4 separate regions of the Mus musculus genome follow, and regions 1, 2 and 4 are each linked to region 3. A link is a contact called in public HiCAR-type, HiChIP or PLAC-seq and promoter capture Hi-C data. All regions are on one chromosome and are shown on one strand. The core of a region is the stretch at or near the end of the contact, and the rest is flanking DNA. Distances in the headings are between cores, read along the strand shown.

Region 1 (4,548 bases), core at 1,832-4,331, 610 kb before region 3:
TTCATTTGGGGGCTGAGGGAGTTGGCTTAATGGATGAAGTGCTTGCTTGTGTTTGCTGTGCAAGAGTGAGGATTTCAGTTTAGGTTCGCAGCACCCATGGAAACGCTGGACACCTGCAATCCAGGCCTGCGAGTGGAGACAGAAAGAGCTCAAGGAGTTGTTGGGTTTGGGTGTGCAAGATGGGGAAGGCTTGCCGGGTCCAGCAATTTGGCTGAATTGGTAAGAGAGGAATTGAGGAAGACACTCCATATTAGCAGTCTCTTATATATATCCATACATCCTTGAGTGAGCATGCCCCCACACACATGTGCACACGTATCACATACAATGAATAAATAAAGACTTCGTTTTGACTGAAATGAATCAGCTTTTCTGTGCACGGGTCCACCGTGTCTACCTCTGTTAGAGACTGCTCTGCCAGTCCATCTTTCTTCCCATAGGGTCTCCTTTCCTCTGTGTGTAAGCACAGGTTTCCCTATTTAGAAAAGTCCTTTCTATATTGCATTAAAAAAAAAAAAACCCTGAATAGCTACGTTTCACACTTTCACAAAGAACTTTCTAGACAATCATCAGCAACAATAATTTACTCCATGCAGTCCTCAACCCAGTGTAATGTGAAAGAAAACCCTTCAAGCCATCACAGCGTCTACTTCTGGTTAAATAAGTCCAACAACAGTCAATAACTCCAGATTGCCAAAGACAGTGGACCCGTTTCCGCCTCAACTTGACCTTGATGTGACTTTGAGCAATGCTGATAGCATTGAGCGATACTGATTATTCTCAAGTTTTCTCCTTGGTTTCTCTCTATCCCCTACCCCTCCCTCTCCTTCCCTCCCACTCTGTGTATGCACATGCAAGAATAAACGCTGCTGTGTGAATCTAAGTGTGGAGGTCAGAGGATAATCTCAGGGGCCATCCCACAGGTGCCATCCACCTCGATTTCCTTTTGAGACGGTGTCTCTCATCTTGATGGGAACTCACCTGGTGGGCTAGCTTCGCTGACCAAGGAGCTCCAGGAATTGGCTTGCCTCCCAAGCACGGGGATTACACGCCATGTTTTATTTACATGGGTTCTGGGATGGAACGCAGGTCCTCTTGCTTGCAAGGAAAGCGCTTCACCGTCTAAACTGTCTCCCTAGTCCTCTACTTGTTATTTTGCACTAACAGCTTCCTTCTTTGTAAAAGCCACTCATCTTTCGTGTCCTCTTTCCTATGCAATAAACTCAAAAGCCCACGTGAACATGTCACAGGCATCTCAAATACAGTATGCCTGTCCCAAGCTGAGCTCGTATTTCCAACCAATGTTGTTTCCCCTTAATGAATGCCTTCTTGTGCTAAAGGACACCACCACCCATCCCTTCTCCATCCCAACACACACACACACACACACACACACACACACACACACACACACACACAATTCTTATGCTTCCTCTCCACTCTCTGCCATCGTGGCCCCTCTTGTCTCACTACCTACCCCATTCTCTAATCCATGGGAGCAGCTAGACTCTTGCGGGGGTATATTTGTTTATGCTACTCCTCTTGGAAATTGTTTATAATCACCATTTTCAGACTCATGCCAATCTCTTAAGCCCCTGGTCAACCAAAACAGCCACTCAACATTCCAGTACCGGCTACAACTCTAGTCCTATGATAGCTAGCATGGCTGTACTTCAGCACATACTTCTTCCTCTCCTTGAAATATCTTCTGTCCTTGACTCTATACTCCATATATCCTTAAAGAGTGCCTTGAGTCTTCTTCGAAGACTTGCATCCTCTTTGGTCTTATTGTAAACATTCTCTTTCATGTGACTGGGTAAGGTTAGCACATGTCCTCTGCATGGCTACTGTCTGTCACATTGTATTGTGATACTTGCAGGTCCTTCCTCCTAACATGTTCACCGAGGACAGGAACTACGGCTGACACGACATAACTTATCAAATGGTTCCAATGAACTGTCATACCACACACATCCTACCCAACATGACTGTAAACACTGTTCTGCATGGCAATTTGTAACACAGTACTAACTGGTCCGTAAAGAACTGTCTGCCAGCAAAGCTGAGTGAGCATTTAATCTAAGAAACTATCACCTTTCTGCCCAACAGAAGCCCTAGGTGGTCCAACTGTTTTCTCCCTTGAGTATAAAGGAGCCAGAACCCAACAGTTCTCCCTGGTGGTTCACATAAAGGCCCTCCTATTTCTAGATGATCAGTATCCCTTGAGTCTTTCAGTCCAGTAGTTGCCCGAGCCTAGGGCACATCATTTTTTCCTTTTTCCTAGGATCCTTCTCTGAAGTATCACTATTATTTTTTATTATTATAACTACCATCACAATATTACTATAACCCCCACTGCACCATCACATAGGTCCCCTGACCTGTGTGCTGCTGGGAGATTTCCTCCATGTGACTCCCTAGTCCTTCCTACAGGGGAGGGACACCTAGAGGCAACCAGAAGACCGATACTCAGTACCTTATTCCAGAGAGAGGATGGATTCCAGGGCTGTCCTAGGCAGGTCAGAGTGCACTCCGACCTCCCAAATCCCTTCCTGCAGCTGACACCAGCCCCGGGCCTGCTGTGTACTGACCGCCCACTGCGGTTGTCTAGGAAACCCTCTCTCCGCCTCCCTTGACCTCTGGGTCAGGAAGGGGATGGCGAGGACGGGGAAATCAGCCGCCCATCCTTGCCTGCATCACGTGGTAGCAAACTACAACCAATTAACTTAAGCAGGGAAGACCCTCCCCCGCCCCCTTCCGGAAGACCTCCCCTCCCACCTTTGTTAAGACTCCCGCGGAGCGGTGGCAGCCGGTCGCTGCCTAGTTCTTAGTCTTGGGTGTTCACTTTGTTTCCTTCCGAGGACAGTGACAGTTTGTGGGCTAGGCGGTGGGGACCTGGTCCTGGCATTTTCACAGTTAAAGTTTTTGACACCTGGAGCCTCGAAGTCAGCAGTACTAACTGGTCTTGATCCCCAGCATGGCGTGGAGCAGTGAGGTCATAAGACGGTTCCCCTTCCGCCGCTGATGGCCTCGGTCCCAGCTGCTGCGCAGCTGAGGCCACCAAGAGCCCGGTGAGCCCCCAAGGGCAAGCGCCAGACCGCGCGCCCAGGAACGTCTCCAAGCAATCGACCCCCACTGGTCTTTTAGGAGTTCTCAGGCAGGCTTTCGAGTGTCTTAATTTGCCAAAATTCTCAGGAGGCAATAATTTACAAGATAGAATACAAGTTAAGAGGACAGGGGGAGACTGGCTGAGAAAGCAATGAACTTATAAAACAAACCAAATCAACCACAACGTCTACTAGAGTTAGCCACTAGCCACAGCCGCGTATGTGCCCTTTAAAAGCGGTAGTCTGAACTGACGTATATAGGAAAATAGACCAAAACTTAAACGCTTGGTATGCAGAGATGCAATGGAAACGACTTTGTTAATGATTTTTGTATCGATCACATGTTAAACTATTTTGGGGTGCACTGAGTTAAATAAGGTTATGTTTTGTTTGTTACGTTGAAAATCTGGCTACCAGGACAATTTATAATTGCTTGGGAGGCTTGCATTAGGTTATTTTGGACCGGGCATGTCGTTGTTTGCTGTCTATTGCAAGAAATAAACACCATGACCGGACGCAACTTGAGATGAGGGTTTATTTGGCTTTATATGATCAGATCACAGTCCTTCAGCAGGGGAGTCAGCCCAGCTAGGAGCAGTGGAGAAATACTATGGGGTTCAGGTGGCTCTCTTATACAAGCCAGGACGACCTGCTCAGGAGAGGCACTGTCCACAGTGGGCTGGGCTCTCTCCTATCAGTCATTAATCAAAAAAAAAAAAAAAAAAAAAAAGATATGCTCTCAGGACAATCTGATAGGGGCAGTTCCTCAGTTGAGATTCTGTCGTTGTGTCTAGTTTTGTATCAAATTGACAAAACTCTTGACAGCACTGCACTCATTTTTATAATTCAGTGGGGATGTGTTAGTATTTATGACCTTCGGGTCCTCTTGCAAACTAGCATCTGCTGCTTCACTCAGCCTAGCTTTCAATTGCTTTCTCAAGAAAATCTAAACATTATAAATATTTCGTTTTTCTTTCTTTCTTATTTTTTGTTTATATTTTTGTTTGTTTGTTTGTTTGTTTTTTTGAGTTTCTCTGTGTAGCCCTGGCTGTCCTGGAACTCACTTTGTAGACCAAGCTGGCCTCGAACTCAGAAATTCGCCTGTCTCTGCCTCCCAAGTGCTGGGATTAAAAGCATGTGTCACCACGCCCGGCTAAATATTTCTATTTAATAACTTAAGAGTTGGATGCATCCGATGAGTTTGCTGTCTGTAAACACATTCACTGAAGAAGTGAATTAATTCTCCCTCTCTATTTTCATTTCACTGAACACTGTTCCTTCCTGTCAGCAACAGATCAAAAGTAAGCCGATTAAACTATTTGTGGCTTATGGTAAAAGCGATGCCAGGTTTGTTTGTTTTTTGTTTGTTTGTTTGTTTTTGGCTTGCTTGTTTTTTTGTTTTGTCTGTCTGTTTGAAATCTGATTCCGGTTTTATTTTTAC
Region 2 (4,950 bases), core at 2,379-4,878, 520 kb after region 3:
AGTTATTTGTGTGTGCAGGAGGGGGGTGTATCACACAAATGGTAGATTTTTAAACAAAATTAAGTATATGGTTTTATTTCAAATATTTCTTAGAGAAGGTAAAAATCATGTAATGCTAGAGACAGTTCAAAGTTCCTTTCATCCTACTTTCTGTCCCATCTTTAAAGGTGTGAAAAAAAAAGGAACCCACATCTGCCAGACCCTCAACTTTACCAGGAATGTTTCAGAAGAAATAACTAATTTCTCTGGGTATGGCTGGGTATGGTGGCTCATGCCTATAATCCCAGCACTCAGAAGGCTGAAGCAGGAGGACGGGAGTGGACTCAAGGCCAGCCTGGGCTACAAAAACAAAAACCACTCAAGTAAATAGTAAGTATAAGAAAAAAGAAACTTAAGGAGCCAAATGGCTTAAAAGAAGGGGAAACTGCAGCCATCTCAGGAAGCTGAAGTGTGACTAATTTTCTAGACCAGATCTGATTTCTCAGGTTTCAAAGGAGGTCTGTTTGTGCTTTCAGAAATCTCAATGGAAGTCTGTAGTTTTAAAACTCAAGGATCACTGGGCAGCTCAACCCCATTATTGAAAATCTTATAGGGTTGAGTTTACTTCCCCCTCCAAGCAAATGAATGGCAGGCTACTGTTCAGTTGTTTTCACACTGGAAACAAACGCTAGATCCACTCGCTGGCTCCCTCACCTGAGCTAGGCCGGCTGTCTGTCTCCAGGTGCTCTTCAGATGTCTTCTCCACATCCAGTCTCAGGTCACTTATCTGCTTGTCAAGTTCTTGCAACTGATTCAACAAACCGGCATCTCTTCTCCTCAAACAATTCTGATTAGAGAGAAGCATGAAAATAAAATTAAATTAAATTATATTAAATTAAATTAAATAAATAAGCAAGCACATAGTGATAAAACCTGAAAGTCCCCCATGGAAGCCACTCCTCTGAGTGTCCCCAAGCCCTTTTAGATCAAAATGCTACTGCATAATCAGAAGGTGAGGCATGGCCTCTATCTTTAGATCTTTCTCAAATTTTTTTTGGTAATATAAACTTTGTTCATTAAAAATAATAACAGGGCTATAGCATGGCTCATGGGTAAAGATGCTTGCTGTCCAGGCCTGGTCATCTGAATTCAGTCCCCTGAACCCAGGACAGAAGGAGAGAAACAGCTCCTGGAATTGGTCCTCAGACCTCCACAAGAACGATGTGCCACACCGATGCACTCATTTGCATACACCAAACACACAATAAATTTTGGATATATATGTGGCTGAGTTGTAGTTCCTTGGTAGAGATCTTGGCTATTGTGCCTGTGTTCGATACCTGGTACTGCAAGGATGGAAAAGATTTGTTTTTAGCTTTCACTAATCTATACAAACTGACTTTTTATAGGTCTGGGCAAGGAATTTGCATAGACTTCGAATCATCTGGTGTGCAGCCAGTTTAAAGAAAGTCCTTCACAGTGGGCTCTTGAAGTCAAAGCAACAGATTTTCTACATTACACTCGAATCTTTCTTAGGTGAGGTTTTCTGGCCAAATGTCATGGCCTACAGAATTTTGTTTTCTATTAGTTGCTTAGTGGGGCTTAATCAGTCTTAAGGCCTTTGAAAGCGAGAAATTAATACTAATAGCCAGCGCCAAGTATAATGTGAGCTGGCAGAATCCAAAACCCTCCAGGGAAAGCCCGTCAAGATTTGAACTCAGCTTGGGTTTCCCAAGGTGACAGACTGGTTGTGCTAACTCACACTGCCATCTAGTGCTCCCCACTGCTGGAAAAGCAAAAGAACTCGAAAGGCATCTGGTTTAAATCAAGAATGCCAAGTCTACAAATGAAAATAGTACCATAAACATTGACTGGAGTGGAATTCTCCTGACACACTGCCTTGCTCCCCTGAAGCGGACAATAGGAATGCGCTGCTCTCTCGATCTTGAGATTCAGGAAGACAAAAAAAAAAAAAAAAAGGTGCTATTGTACAAGACAATACCGAAATGTAAACGACCAGTCACAACCAGAAAGAACTGGCTCAAATTCACGTACATACAATTCTGTTCTTCTACCAAAGAAACAGTAAAAATGCCAAAACAGAGCTATTGCACAAACCACAGCACACATCCTTACAAAATAGATACGTGGTCCTTGCTCACGACCTATGACTTCTGAAAGCTTAGAGACGTAAGCCATATGCTTGTGTGCCAAAAATTGAATTTCATCAGAAAAAAATGAATTAAATAAAAGCACTTTGATGCTCTGTAACTACACAAAAAATCTAGAAAACCGTAATACAAGAAAACACGTGACAACCCACAACATCACTTTCAGGGGGCCATTATATAGCTTAAGTAGTCTAATACAACACGCTGGGATAATAATCTTTTTGCTGTTTCCAAAACTACATTTTGAGGTCACTGAAACAAAGCTGCCGCCATTATTTTGAGGCAGCATCAAAAGCTGTTCTCAACACATGAAGGTCCAAAGTTCTTTTTCTTCCTTGCTAATGAAGACTGCACAGAACGACTGAGACAGTGACAGAAATCCAATAAGATAAATACTCCCAGCGAGCAGGTTCTCTCTTCTCCCACCTCCACCACCAAGCACAGCTGGCGGACCGGATAAAAGAGGAGGGGGCAGGGTCTCCGGCCAAATTGCCAGTATTTGCATCTAGTTTTAGCTGCCTTATACAAAGGACTTCTATTTAAAACTAAGCACCAGCCCAGGCAAAAGAGACTTGCAGGAGAGAAAGCACCGGGTAGGGCACGGCTCCCAGCAGGAGCTTCGCCGTAACCGTAAAACTCAATGTTGGACAGTTAGGCAAGCAACAAGCCTCTTCCTCGCTTTTGTGCGCACCCCCCCCCCTCCTTCCCGGGGAGGGATAACCAGGGAGACCATAAGGTGAAATGGCATTTTAAGTGGGGGTTGCAAACCTCGGAGGAAGGGGGCATGCAGTAGCCTAACTTTAAGGCTGGAACCAAGGGACTCCAAGAATTCCAAATGCAGGATAGATGAGCAGCCACCCCTCCCCGCAATCCGCCAGCTCCTCAGGTGACACAAAGCAGGCATCCGCCAGCAACGCGTGGAAGTCATGGGCAGCGGGCATCCGAGACACCACGGGCTCAGGGAAAATCGAGGTGGGGGTCACGTCGCGGCCAGGGATCCCACAGCCAGAGGCCATCAGCCCACCCTCCAGACAGGCCACCGGCCACCACCTACCAACTGCCTTCGCAGCAGCAAGATGTTCTCTTCCAGGAACTTCTCCTCCAGGCGGCTGCGCTGCGCCGCGTCTCCCCGCAGCTCCCCGGAGCGCGGCGCGACGGTCCCCACGGTCCCGGAGCAGCGCAGCGCACCGCGCACCAGCAGCTCTTGGCGTTGCCGCAGGTACCCCAGCTCCGCCAGCCCCGCCAGCGTGGCCTCCTGGCGCTCGCGGGTACGCTGCCGCTCCGTGTCCGCCTCGCCCCTCTCGCGCCAGCGCCCCTCGGCCTCCGCGCCCCGGCCGGGGCTCAGCGGCTCCGGCTCGCGCGCTGCGTCCGGCTTCATGACCCCCCGAGGCCCCGCCAGCCCGGGAGCAGCAGCACACGCTAGGGCCCCGGCCGCGAGCTCATGCCGCCCGCACTCGCATCCCGCGCTGCTCCCGTCTGCCGCCCCGCAGCTGATAACGCCCCGGCCACGCTACGTCACTCCCGGCCCCGACACCCCGCCTGCTCGCCCGCCCGCCCGCCGCCGCCTCCGCCGGCTCGCGGCGATCAGCTCCTGTCAGGCGCCGGGGCCGCCTGCGCCCCGCCCCGGCCCCGCCCCGGCTCCGCGCCCCCTTTTTCGGTCCTGCGGCACCGCGGTCCCCTCGGCGCCGATTGGCTCGGCTCCATCTCCGGCAGCGGTGGCGGGTGAGGGCCGAGCATCTTGTTACAGCCAGCCCCGAGGGCCGGTCCGCGGGCGCCGTGGCTTTGGGCTCCCGGGACAACTTTCTGAAACTTAACCCCTTCCTCACGTGTCCACGCTCCAAGTCCTCTCCCTTGGCTCTGGGTTTCTTCATCCCAAGCTAATGTCCACTCGGTACTCAGAACACCACTTCTGTAGACTTGGGTTTGGAGGTCGCCTTTGTTTTAAACTCTATTTTGTAACTGGAAGGAAAAAAAAAAAACAAGCAAGGACGTTGTTCTAAAACTCTTTTTGTTTGTTTCAGCTTTTAATCGGAGCTTTGCTGAAGAAGGCCTTTCAAGTCTTACAGAAGGATGCTGTTGTGAGGCCAGCGTTCGCATCAATTCCTATAAAAGCCCAGACTTTATGAGGGGTGGCGTGTGAGCACCTATTGTTTTGTTTTGTTTTGTTTTTTACCGTTCCTTAGCTTCTGTTCACTAGAGCCCTGACTCCGAATCCAGACTGTCTGAATCTGATTCCACGAATAGCAAGTTAAGTGCCCTCCTTGTGCCTCCGTTTACCCAATAGTAAAATGGAGCTAACAGACCAGTCTATTCTAAGAATTACAGTGGCAAACGACGTATAATACATATGCGGTGGTCCAGCACATAAATCTTTAAATAGTTATCTCTCTCCGGGAGGCAGAGGTGGCACATGCTTTTAGTCCCAGCACTTAGTAGGCAGAGGCAGGCAGATCTCAGGGTCGAGGACAGAGAGAGAGAGAACGATATTGTGCTCATGGGGTTTCTTCCCCGACCCCAGGGGAACTTATTTTAGAATTCCCCTAAAATACCATTCAGGATTTGACCTTGTGTCCTTGGGATGCCACTCAGTGGGTATTTCATTGGCTCGGGGATCTATCTGGAAACGCCATTAGCTGGCTTATGGGAGCTGCACCTCATGCCTTGAATCCTAGAACCTCAGAAATTAAATTTAGGGAGTCACAATTTGAGATCATTAAGACAAAGTGTTCTATGAAGGAACACATTTCAGGTCATGACTTCAGAATTTTACACCTTTGCCCAGCTGCTCACTTCAGCAAGG
Region 3 (4,696 bases), core at 1,154-3,653:
TGCAAACAGGAGATGAAAAACAAACATCTTAGTATAATTTAAATGCCTTTTGTTCAGTTAAGTTACAAATAAACTACATTCATTGTGAATCTGCAAACCATAAAATCTAAGCAACTAATTATGACTAAAACATAAAAGTCCAGATGCTGGGATAATAGGAGTATCAAGTGTATTATAAATTTTAAAATACTACTATAGCTGTCCTGTCCATTTATGTAACAGTTACCCCAAGGATCTTGGTTTGGGGGCCAGCAACACAAGTTGAATGCTACAATGTCAGAGCTGAATTTAAGCCTTGTGTTATTTGGAGGAGGAGTCATTTTCCAAGTCTCAAAACTTTAAACCTAAAACCAACGTTAGGAATTCTCTGAACTCCCCTGTCTACATTATCAATGAGATGACAGGTGCTCCCAGAGGTAACTGTTAGCCCACAGCAGGACATCACATAAAATGCTGGCACAGGACCTAGGGCTCCTGTTTTCAGCCTCCAGAGTTCCACTTTAAGGATCTTCAGCTGGAGTTTAGATTTCATAAAAATTGCAATGTCTCTGTTCTCCATACCTCAACTTCAATTATTAATTGCTCTGTCATTTACAGGTAATGGTACTTCAGGTAATTGCTGACCAGGGAGCTGTGTAGGCCTGGGAAGAGTGACCTTGTTAAGTAAATTGCCTCCAGCACTATTAACTATGATAATGATGGAAAGATACAGTTCACTCGTTGGAGGAAAAACATCTTCCAAATTTAGTTTACCTTAGAACAAAAGCCCCAGACAATTCGCTTTGAGATGATGTATAGGCACATGGGAGGGGACAGGTCCAAAAATATGGTGTCCAAGCTATGTAGGAAAGAATATGGGGGAGTCCCAGAGCTGCTAGGAGGGTGAGGAAGAGGGAGCAGCTGGGCCCAGGGCAAACATTTGACCACACCCCCCCGACCACACCCTCCCAGCTGCCCGCAGAGCCACAACGAATTGAAACAGCAGTGCGAGCTGTTAAGATTCCAAAGGCAGAAGTCGCCATGGCAACCGGATTCGTCTTGCAGGCAAACTATGCTTCAATTCACTAGGTCCGGCTCAAATCTCAAGAAACTACCAATTCAATGGGGGCAAAACGGTCACGGGCAGCATTTGCTCTGGATGCTCTCCCAACATTGACGGTGGAGGAGAGAGACTGAGAGGAGGAATCTATTTCTGAGCACAGTAAAACATTTTATGGGGAGGGGACAGAACGTCCCAAACCTTGATTGTAAGCAACGTGCAAAGGACCGTAGAAGGGTTTGATGAATGTGAGTAAATGAACGAATGGAGCTGACGCAAAAAGGGAAAAGAAAAGCCAGAAGACTTTCGAGTTGTCCAGCCGGGCCGGGTCCGGTCGGGTCGGGCCCGGCCTCGCCTCGCCCTGCTCTCCTCTCTAGTCAGAAGACAAGCCAATCCCAAACAGCTGGTTTGGGCACCAGTTAGATAAACCCGATTATCCAGCCCTCCTGCCCCCACAGCGAACCTTATCATTAGGTTATCCACCACCCCATCACCACCATGGTTCTAAGGAGAGCGTTTAGCCCACGCCCAGGTGCCCTTTGCAGGGCTCCATTTGGCAGAGCCAAGACTGCGATACGCCCCTCGAAGCAGGACGCGGGGAACCCCATCCAGTCCCCCGGAGACGCAGCCTCCCCGCGCCGCAGCTAGCCGCCGGCTCGCGGCCTCCGCAATGCCAGGTTTCCTTCTTCTCTCTGCACACAGTAAACTCGGAGACTGCCTGGATTAGTCAGCCCCTCCGTTTTGAGTATGACTTGACCCGAAGGTGATAGGAATGGTAGGGGAATCGCGGTCACGGCCATGCCCACGGATCTTACAGAGCCAGCGGCCCAGGAGCGCCGCCCGCTGCCGCAGCTCCCTCAGCCCTGGCCCCGGGGAGCCTGTGGCCGGGAAGAAGAGAGATGTACCCGGCCGGCTCCACGGCCACCGAGCGCCTCGGAAAGAAAGAAGGGAGGGACCCCATCCTCGGGGATGCCTTCCTTCAGGCTCGCCTCGCTCCGAGCCGTGCTGCAGCCATTTTCCAAAGCCTAGATTGGCAGCTCGTAGCTGTCTCGGTCCTGTTCCCACCCAAACCCAACCTGAAGGACGAGTTTAATATTTACCTACTGGCCCCGGAGCTCCGGGAAGCAGCAGGAGGGCGCGCCGCGACAGCGCGAAGAACCAGCACGCCCACCCCGCGCCACGGTGCGGTGCCGCTAATGAATGAGTGCGGCGGGCGAGCCGAGGAGTCCCCTCACCTGAGCAGCCGCTGCATGCTGGAAAGGCCGCTCTGCGCTCCCGGTACAATGGGATCCGGTTAAACAGTTCCCTTCACAGCCGCTCGTAGGTTACCAACTCGCAGGTGACATCACCCTCGTCTCCTCTGATAGGACACAAGGTGGCACCCACTGCGCATGGACGCTTTGACTCGCCTTTAGGATTCTGGATGTTGTAGTCCTAGTCCTACAGACAGAGCCGAAACAGTCTCTCCATCCTCACGCTCAGGAACTACATTTACCGAGGTGCATCTCTGTCCCTCTGTGCCAGCCCCCTCCCCGCCCCCCAGACCCGCCCCCTCCCCGCCCTCCAGTTTAGCAGAACCAGTGGTGGTCAGTCAGAAGCCTAGGGGCATAATGTTTGGGGAAGAGGGCGAGGCACCCAGCGGCCGTGCCCTTTGACTTGACCTCTGATCCTGCCAGCGGGTAGGCTGCAGGACCAAGGGGCGTCCTGAACTCGCGCACACCCGCCAGGCACTTCTGTTCGGTTGGGCTCTCCTGCCCCCATCTGGGAAGGGTCCATAAAAGCCTTTCTCTTCCTTCCCTGCTCAAAACCACTAATTCATAGGACTCCAGGGGTTCTGGGTTGAATACTGAATCAGTATTTCCTCACATCCCCAAGGATCAAACAACGCCAGCCGCGGAAAAAAAGGAATCTCCTTGAACCACACTTTGGGTTAGTTCACCTTCCTCCTCTCTTTCCTTTTTTCCCTTTTAAACCAAGACCGAGTCGAGTGGTCAAGAAGAAAGCTGGGGACAACTTAGTTGGCTAACCTGAGAAAAACCGGCGGCTGTCACTAATGAAAATGCTGTGTAATAGAAGACAGAGACAGTCACCACAATCCTGCGTCTGAAAGCCTGCTGCTGTGGAGATAAAACTATCGAACAGCCATGCTTTTGTTCATCCCTTTAGGGACTTCCCGCTCTGGTGGCTCTCAGCTCCTCCGAAGATAACATGCATATCTCAAAGTTTTAGTTAATTACTCATATATAAAATTTTAAAATCCACAACACTCCCTCCACCCTTGTTCCCCGCACATTTCCTTTCAAAAATATAAAAATTTTAAGACCTTTAAGCAAACAGTACCCTTCAAGGATTGCCCCCGATCTTCAGACACTTTTATGTGTATTCAAGTGTTAGCAAAGGGTGTGAAGTGAAATTCTGACCCTTCTGGAAGATTTTGGTTTTAATACATAAAAGTTTTCGGTTTCATGATCTCATTCAATAACACCAAAGGTGAGAAACTTAAATAGAGGGAACAAATGTCCAAGTGTGTGTGTGTGTGTTTGGGGGTGGGGGGGGCTGTATTCATTCCACTCTCAATGGCACTGCTGTGATCAGCTCACACGCCCTCTTCCACCAGCAAAATTAAGATTTTGCTTCTCAGGAAATGAAGACTGACAATTAAAATTTCCAACTACTCTTCACCTAATTGCTGGTGGAATATCACATCACTACTTATCTTCCCTTTTCTGCTTCAAACACTAAGGCTCAAGTGAAATACGTTCTTGGAACTAGAGGAGCATCTCAGAGGAGAGGGAAAATGATGGGTTTTTTTGTTTGTTTGTTTGTTTGTTTGTTTGATTTTTGGGTTTTTTTTTTTTTTGTGTGTGTGAAAGAGGAGGTTGCTGTTGGATTCTGATCGTCTTTTGACAAGCCTATTCTGTACAGAGCAGAACCGTTTGTCTCCACAGAAGCAGGATATAACTTTGTTGCTCTTCTGATCTATTCTATTTCAAATATCTGAAGTGGAACCTAGACAACACAATTGTTCCTTTGGCCATCAGAACAAGGGTACAAGCGGTGATGCTCCAACTAATGGGTAGGCTTAATGTATTGTTCAATTGGCTGTGGGAAAATATTCAGAAAGAAACCCAACCTCACATGGTTCTAAATGTTCCCCCAATCTTATAACTGTGGAAAGCTTTTAGGTGGAAACATAATCAGTGAGCTTGGATTTTACTGAGTCAATAAACTGAACTCGGAGCCTCTCTATCAGGCAAGGTTTGTCCTTAGAGATGAAAGCATGCTGTTAAGGCACTCAGAGAAATAATTTTATAGAAGAAATGCCCTCTCTGCAAGCTCTCTTAGTTCTCTGCAATAAAAAGGAATAAACTCTTGCTCAAAGGAAAAAAAAATCCCTTCTCTATAACAGTATTACGGGGTGTGTCACATACCTCCACGTATAAAGGACAGCATGCAAAATAGACTACAAACGGAATTTGTATGTGAGAGAGAGAGAGAGAGAGAGAGAGAGAGAACTATCAACCAACTTTAAATGTAGATAATAGATAATAGAAGACTTGGTTTTCTGTTTAAGTAGTGATGAATTTAAACTGATCCCTGCACACTATTGCACCTGTAACCAAGGGAAACAAGATGGCTCTTTGGCATCAGAAATGC
Region 4 (4,898 bases), core at 237-2,736, 580 kb before region 3:
CATTAGAGTCATATCCCTTTATCTACTTAATCATAAGGATACAAAGGGGTTTGGAGTTAGTCAGGTTTTCCAGTGATTCTATTCTTTAGTGTTTTTCAGAGAAACAAATTATATGTTCTCTTTATCATAGTGCCTCAAATTCAGTATTCCTTAATAGCCATGTGCTTCCAGTGTTCTTGGCATATTAATAATGAAACTGTAAGAAAGTTCCTCCCTGGCATTCTTGATACATTATGGCATTCTAAACAAGGTGCCTATTATCTTATGTTAAAAAAAGCTATAATGATTCAGGATAACCAAGAATTTGTTATTACAGAGGGAGATAATTTTTATAGCTTTATTAGAATAACTGGTACACATTGAATTGCACACATACACATGACAACTTGATTTTTGTCCCATGCATACAACTGTGATGCCATTGTCACTATGAAGATAATGAACATATTTCATAGAAACCAATTTTTTCAAAGGTGTAGTGGTTTGTGTGTGTGTGTGTGTATTGGAGTTACAGGCAAGTGTGAGCTGTCAGGTCTGGTCCCCCGGAAAAGCAGCAATCACTCTTAAATACTAAGCTGTCTCTCTGGACTCAGGAATTAATTTTTAATACATCAATCTGTAAAATTTTGGTGACTGTAAGATTACACACATTTTCCTCCAATTTATTGCTATCTTTTGAGCATTGTTGTACTAGTAGAACAAAAGATTACAGTGAATAAAAAATTTTCTATTTTCATCATTTTTAGGAGTCCCAGATGTTGATGACTCTGGCCTTTGAATTTACAGATAGTTGTGATGCTCCTGGTATGCAAATGGTAGCTGAGAACCCTACACAACCACTCTGCATGCAAGGGCACAGTTGCCTTCCACTTTTTTTGAGTAGGACTAACCGATAACTGTACTCATCTACTCTGATGTTAGACTTGAGCCAAGACTTAAAGGAAAGGCACACACCATTTTACAGTTCAGGAACCGGTAAGACGGCTTGTTTGAAAAGATAGGTCTAAATAGGTCTAAATATGGGAATAGCACATGTAGGTGAGTCGCCTTTACTGTTCATTAAGTATCAGAGAGCACAGAAAAGGGGTGGGGAGGGGGAGCAAGAAGTTCCTGTGGATTTCCACTTCTCAAAACAGACTGCCCAACACGGCCTGTCATTTATATGGCACAGCCATTTGTTGTTGCTGTTGCTGTCGTCGTCGTTGTTGTTGTTTAATGCCTGGTAGCATCCTGTTTGCTTTCAATGCTACTTGGGACAGGTCTGGAAAGCATTTTTGTGGAGTTCCATCTGAGGGCCCATTCCTATACTGTTTTGTTATTGTTTTTGTTTGTTTGTTTGGGCCGGTTCTGGAAACTTCAGGATGAAGGATTTAACCTCCAGGTTGCAGATCACCAGGTCAAGGCTCAGGCCAGTGTCCTTTATGCAGCTAACCCTCAGAACGGTTGTTCTGAGATTCGCTTTCTATCCTAGAGTCCTAGGACTCCAGTCTGGTTTTAACTTCTTGTCTAGTCAAGCTGCAGCCAGTACCTGCTGGTCCTCTCTGTGTATTCTTCCCCAGATAAAGGGTAAAACAAGTGGGTTTGGCACATCCCCTAATCAGAGGCTGCCATTAACAGGCCCGGGGCTGACGTGCATTAGGGAGGACTCGGACCAAGCAGGCCATTTTCACCTGCGTAATAACAGGCTTGGGAGTAGCGAAGCAGCGCAGGCACAGCAAGCTGCCTCTGGAGCAGGGGAGGAGCGCGGGCGGCAGCCGCCCCGGGGCCCCGGAGGAAGAGGAGGGGGAGAAGGAGGAGCCGAAGCGCCCAGAACAGCAGCCGCGGCTCGGCCCGAGTTGCAGCAAAAGCAGCGACGGTGGCGCGGAGACTCTGCAGCCTTCTGGAGTCCGGAGTCCCGGTAGGGACAGCAGCAGGGAGCGTCCGCGTCCCTAGCCAGCGCACCCCGGCCTTGCCAAGCCACAGTAGCCCAGCCTGGGGCACAGCCAGCCATGGCCGCACCGCCGGATCTGCAAGATGAGCCGCTGTCTCTGGGTAGCCCCGGGTCCCAGTGGTTCGGGGGCCGGGGGGATGGGGAAGACGAAGCGACGGCGGTGATGGGGGCCAGGCCAGCGCAGCAGGATGGGGAGCCCGCCTGGGGGTCGGGCGCTGGAGCTGGGGTAACGTCGTCGCGGGAACTGTGCTCCGGCCCCGCCCGGTCGCCTCCCGTCGCCATGGAAACTGCATCCACAGGTAAGCCGGCCCGCACCGCGACCCCGCAAATGGAGGCCGGGACCGTGTTTCTTGTGGGTCCCCTAGTCCACAGCTTTTCTCTGCGTCTTCCTGGCCTGTCTACCTGGAGGTAGGGGTTCGCTCCTGGCGACTGTAAATATTAGCGGACTGGTGGAAAACAGCAGGGTGCTGCCAGCGGCTAGGAGGAAGAAGGCTGTTGGTCCAGTAATTTCATTTTTACTCTTTTTTCAGCCTTAGACATTGTCCTCGTTGGCAAGCCTGGCTTCTGTTGCGCCCCGGAACAAGTTTTCTCTTCTTGTCAGGGGTCTCAGGGCAGCAGGGCGGGGAGTGACAGGTTGTGATGTTTTTCTGGGGCGTGTTTGCGCTCAGCGAGCTCCACAGCAGAGATAGACGACTGCCTATCAGCGGGCGGGCCCACCGCCTCAGGACCCTCCCGCTGGGTTTAGGGCACCGGAGTACCGCAGAGACTTTATTTTCCCTTTCTCTTCCCTCAAGGAATCACCACACCCTACTCCTTTCCAGTTTTCCTCCAGCTCAGCTCTTTCTCCCGCGCAGAAAACAAACCCCCATGAGTCCCAAGCTGAATTCCGGAGGGACAGCATTGTTGGGAAGGTTGGAAGTTGTAGCCTTCTTTCTTTATTTCCTAGCCGCTCTTTTCTGAATCTATCAGAGTATTGAAACTTGAACCCCCTAAAATGTGAAGGTCTTAGCAGCTGCAGATTGGAATGCTGGGACTGTGGCCAGTGGTCCAGCCTCAGTTTACCCAGCAGTCTGAACTCATCTTTGCGTTTTGAAAAATTGTCAGTGATTGGGCCTCTCTTTCCCCCTGACTTGCCCTTCGCTCCAAATCCTTGCCTGGTGGAATCAACCCTAGGGCCATGGCTTGTCCTGACTGTTGGAAGCTAGAGACAGGCGCCGCGGGGGAGGGGCGGCTACCTGGTTATCGCTGTTTTCAGAAGGAATACTGTAGGGGGTGGTGTGTTGTGCTGTTGTCTGAGAGAGAGGCTCTGCTGTGCTGGAGTGGGAGTTGTGTAGTTTGGGTAATGTAGTGTGAGGCCTGGGGAGTGGGTGTTCCTGGAGGAGGCGACGAGGGTGGGACTGGCGTATGTGTTCCTGGCAGCTGATTTAGGGAAACCCCTTTCTTAAGCCACCCCCTCTCGAGGGTTATATGGAGTGCCTCGGGTTGTCTAAACTCTGCTCTAGAACAAACATGATTTAAGCCAGGAAAGGAGATTTGGAGAATGTGTTGAATAATGGGAAGAGAAAGTGGGGACCAAGAAATAAAAAGAGAAGCAAGTGAAAGAAGGAAGGGCAGGGCAGGAGGGGGAGGGGAAAGAAGAGGTTGGGGCATGGAGGGGGAGGGAGGAAGGGAAAAACTAAATGTGAAAAGAGCCAAAGATTGACAGCCCTATTTGTCATATATTGTTATGGGTTATAGGATTTAAACCGAATAATAGATTCCTGGTCGCTCTTAGAACTTCTTGAGTCCAAATGAAAAGAAATGAAAACAACTGCAAGAGCAAACAGCAAATGATAACCTAAAGCTTATGCAATATAATGTTTTGATAGTGTATATTATGGAATAATTAAATCAAGCTGTGATCATTTCTTTTTAATGGTGAAAACATTTACAAATCTACTCTACCAGTTAGACAGATGCAATGTCCTGGTACTAGACGAAATAGCATCTTCCACATTTAGCATCTTAATTATGAAGATATCTTGTATTGTCAAACAATTTAGGGGTTTCCTTTCCCAAGCATTAAATTAATTAATAAAACCAAACAAGGTTCTAAGTTTGGGTGGGTACGTATTTGTATGGAAATGCTTTCGTTGATTATTATCCAGGAAGGCATTTCTCATATGGTTGTCTGGCTTGTATTTTAAATGTCCAAAGTCTGTACTTTATAGACAAGATAGGCTGGTGTATAAGATATGGGTGTTGGAAATGGCAGCCAAGTAAATAGACATTTATTGAAAAATTCCAATAAAAGCAGAACCAACCTCCTTATATGCTATTTTGCAGGGTTTTTTTTTTTTTTTTTTTTTTTCAGTGTAAGAAAAAAAAAATAGTGTACTGGTCACAAAACGTGGGGGATGACCGTGGAGCACCTTGCTTGACTTTGCAGTTTTATATTTTGCTTTATAAATAGAAACCAGTTTTCCTGATGTTCTTGAGGCTTTGAAGCCTGAGCTTAAGGCATCCCAGAGTCTGTTTGCAGTGGCTCTGCCTCCGGGCCTCCAGGCGTTTCTCACTGTGTCCTCCAAGCAGAAGAAGGCTACTTTGTTATTACTATTATTATTATTGTTTATCTTTTGAAAGAATACTTTAGGCCTCAATTTCAATGGAGACAAAACTTAAGACTTTAAGCAGGAAGGGGGATAAACAGGAGGCTTCATTTTCACATACAGACAGATATGGGTGTTTTAAAACTTTTTTTTTTCCTGAAAATGAACCATTGATCATGCCATCTGGCCAGAAATTCTGTTATTTATTTTTATACACTGATGGTAATTAAAGTCCCCCAAGAAATAGTTTCAAAAAATATTCTCAGTCAACTCCCAGAATATGTATGTACGTATATATGTATGTATGTATGCATGTTTGTGTGTGGGGGTGTACCATTCAAACAAGCTATAAGGACCTGTTACACTGAATGGATTTTCAG

What was found. HiCAR-type assays count read pairs that join an accessible place to other places. HiChIP or PLAC-seq counts read pairs in DNA pulled down with a chosen protein or histone mark. Capture Hi-C pulls out chosen DNA fragments and counts their contacts.
Region 1: a promoter capture Hi-C map of adipose tissue shows a contact between it and region 3, with 5 times the contacts expected there. The contact joins the promoter of Lrrc9 here to the promoter of Daam1 in region 3. A contact is called at or near these places in 4 of 39 promoter capture datasets (the 3T3-L1 cell line, cranial neural crest, embryonic stem cells and 1 more), 4 of 115 datasets of contacts at active chromatin or transcription factors (embryonic stem cells and stem cell-derived neural progenitor cells) and 3 of 9 other capture datasets (adipose tissue, embryonic stem cells and pancreatic islet).
Region 2: a contact with region 3 is called in a HiCAR-type map of astrocytes, with 2.4 times the contacts expected there. The contact joins the promoter of Dact1 here to the promoter of Daam1 in region 3. A contact is called at or near these places in 7 of 39 promoter capture datasets (the 3T3-L1 cell line, the C10 cell line, cranial neural crest and 3 more), 1 of 484 Hi-C or Micro-C datasets (palatal mesenchyme) and 4 of 115 datasets of contacts at active chromatin or transcription factors (astrocytes, embryonic forebrain, microglia and 1 more).
Region 4: a contact with region 3 is called in an H3K4me3 HiChIP or PLAC-seq map of embryonic stem cells, with 3 times the contacts expected there. The contact joins the promoter of Rtn1 here to the promoter of Daam1 in region 3. A contact is called at or near these places in 3 of 39 promoter capture datasets (embryonic stem cells and hippocampal neurons), 1 of 484 Hi-C or Micro-C datasets (cerebellum) and 2 of 115 datasets of contacts at active chromatin or transcription factors (embryonic stem cells and stem cell-derived neural progenitor cells).

What each region holds. Positions count from the first base shown.
Region 1 is chr12:72,440,399-72,444,946 of GRCm38.p6, reverse strand. Lrrc9 (leucine rich repeat containing 9) reads right to left here and starts at 3,081. Exons shown (of 32, transcript NM_001142728.1): 1 at 2,779-3,081.
Region 2 is chr12:71,308,562-71,313,511 of GRCm38.p6, reverse strand. Dact1 (dishevelled-binding antagonist of beta-catenin 1) reads right to left here and starts at 3,628. Exons shown (of 4, transcript NM_021532.4): 1 at 3,205-3,628; 2 at 694-826. The coding sequence starts at 3,528. It also overlaps a transcript of 2700049A03Rik not described here.
Region 3 is chr12:71,828,775-71,833,470 of GRCm38.p6, reverse strand. Daam1 (dishevelled associated activator of morphogenesis 1) reads right to left here and starts at 2,403. Exons shown (of 26, transcript NM_026102.3): 1 at 2,140-2,403.
Region 4 is chr12:72,405,642-72,410,539 of GRCm38.p6, reverse strand. Rtn1 (reticulon 1) reads left to right here and starts at 1,486. Exons shown (of 9, transcript NM_153457.7): 1 at 1,486-2,229. The coding sequence starts at 1,989.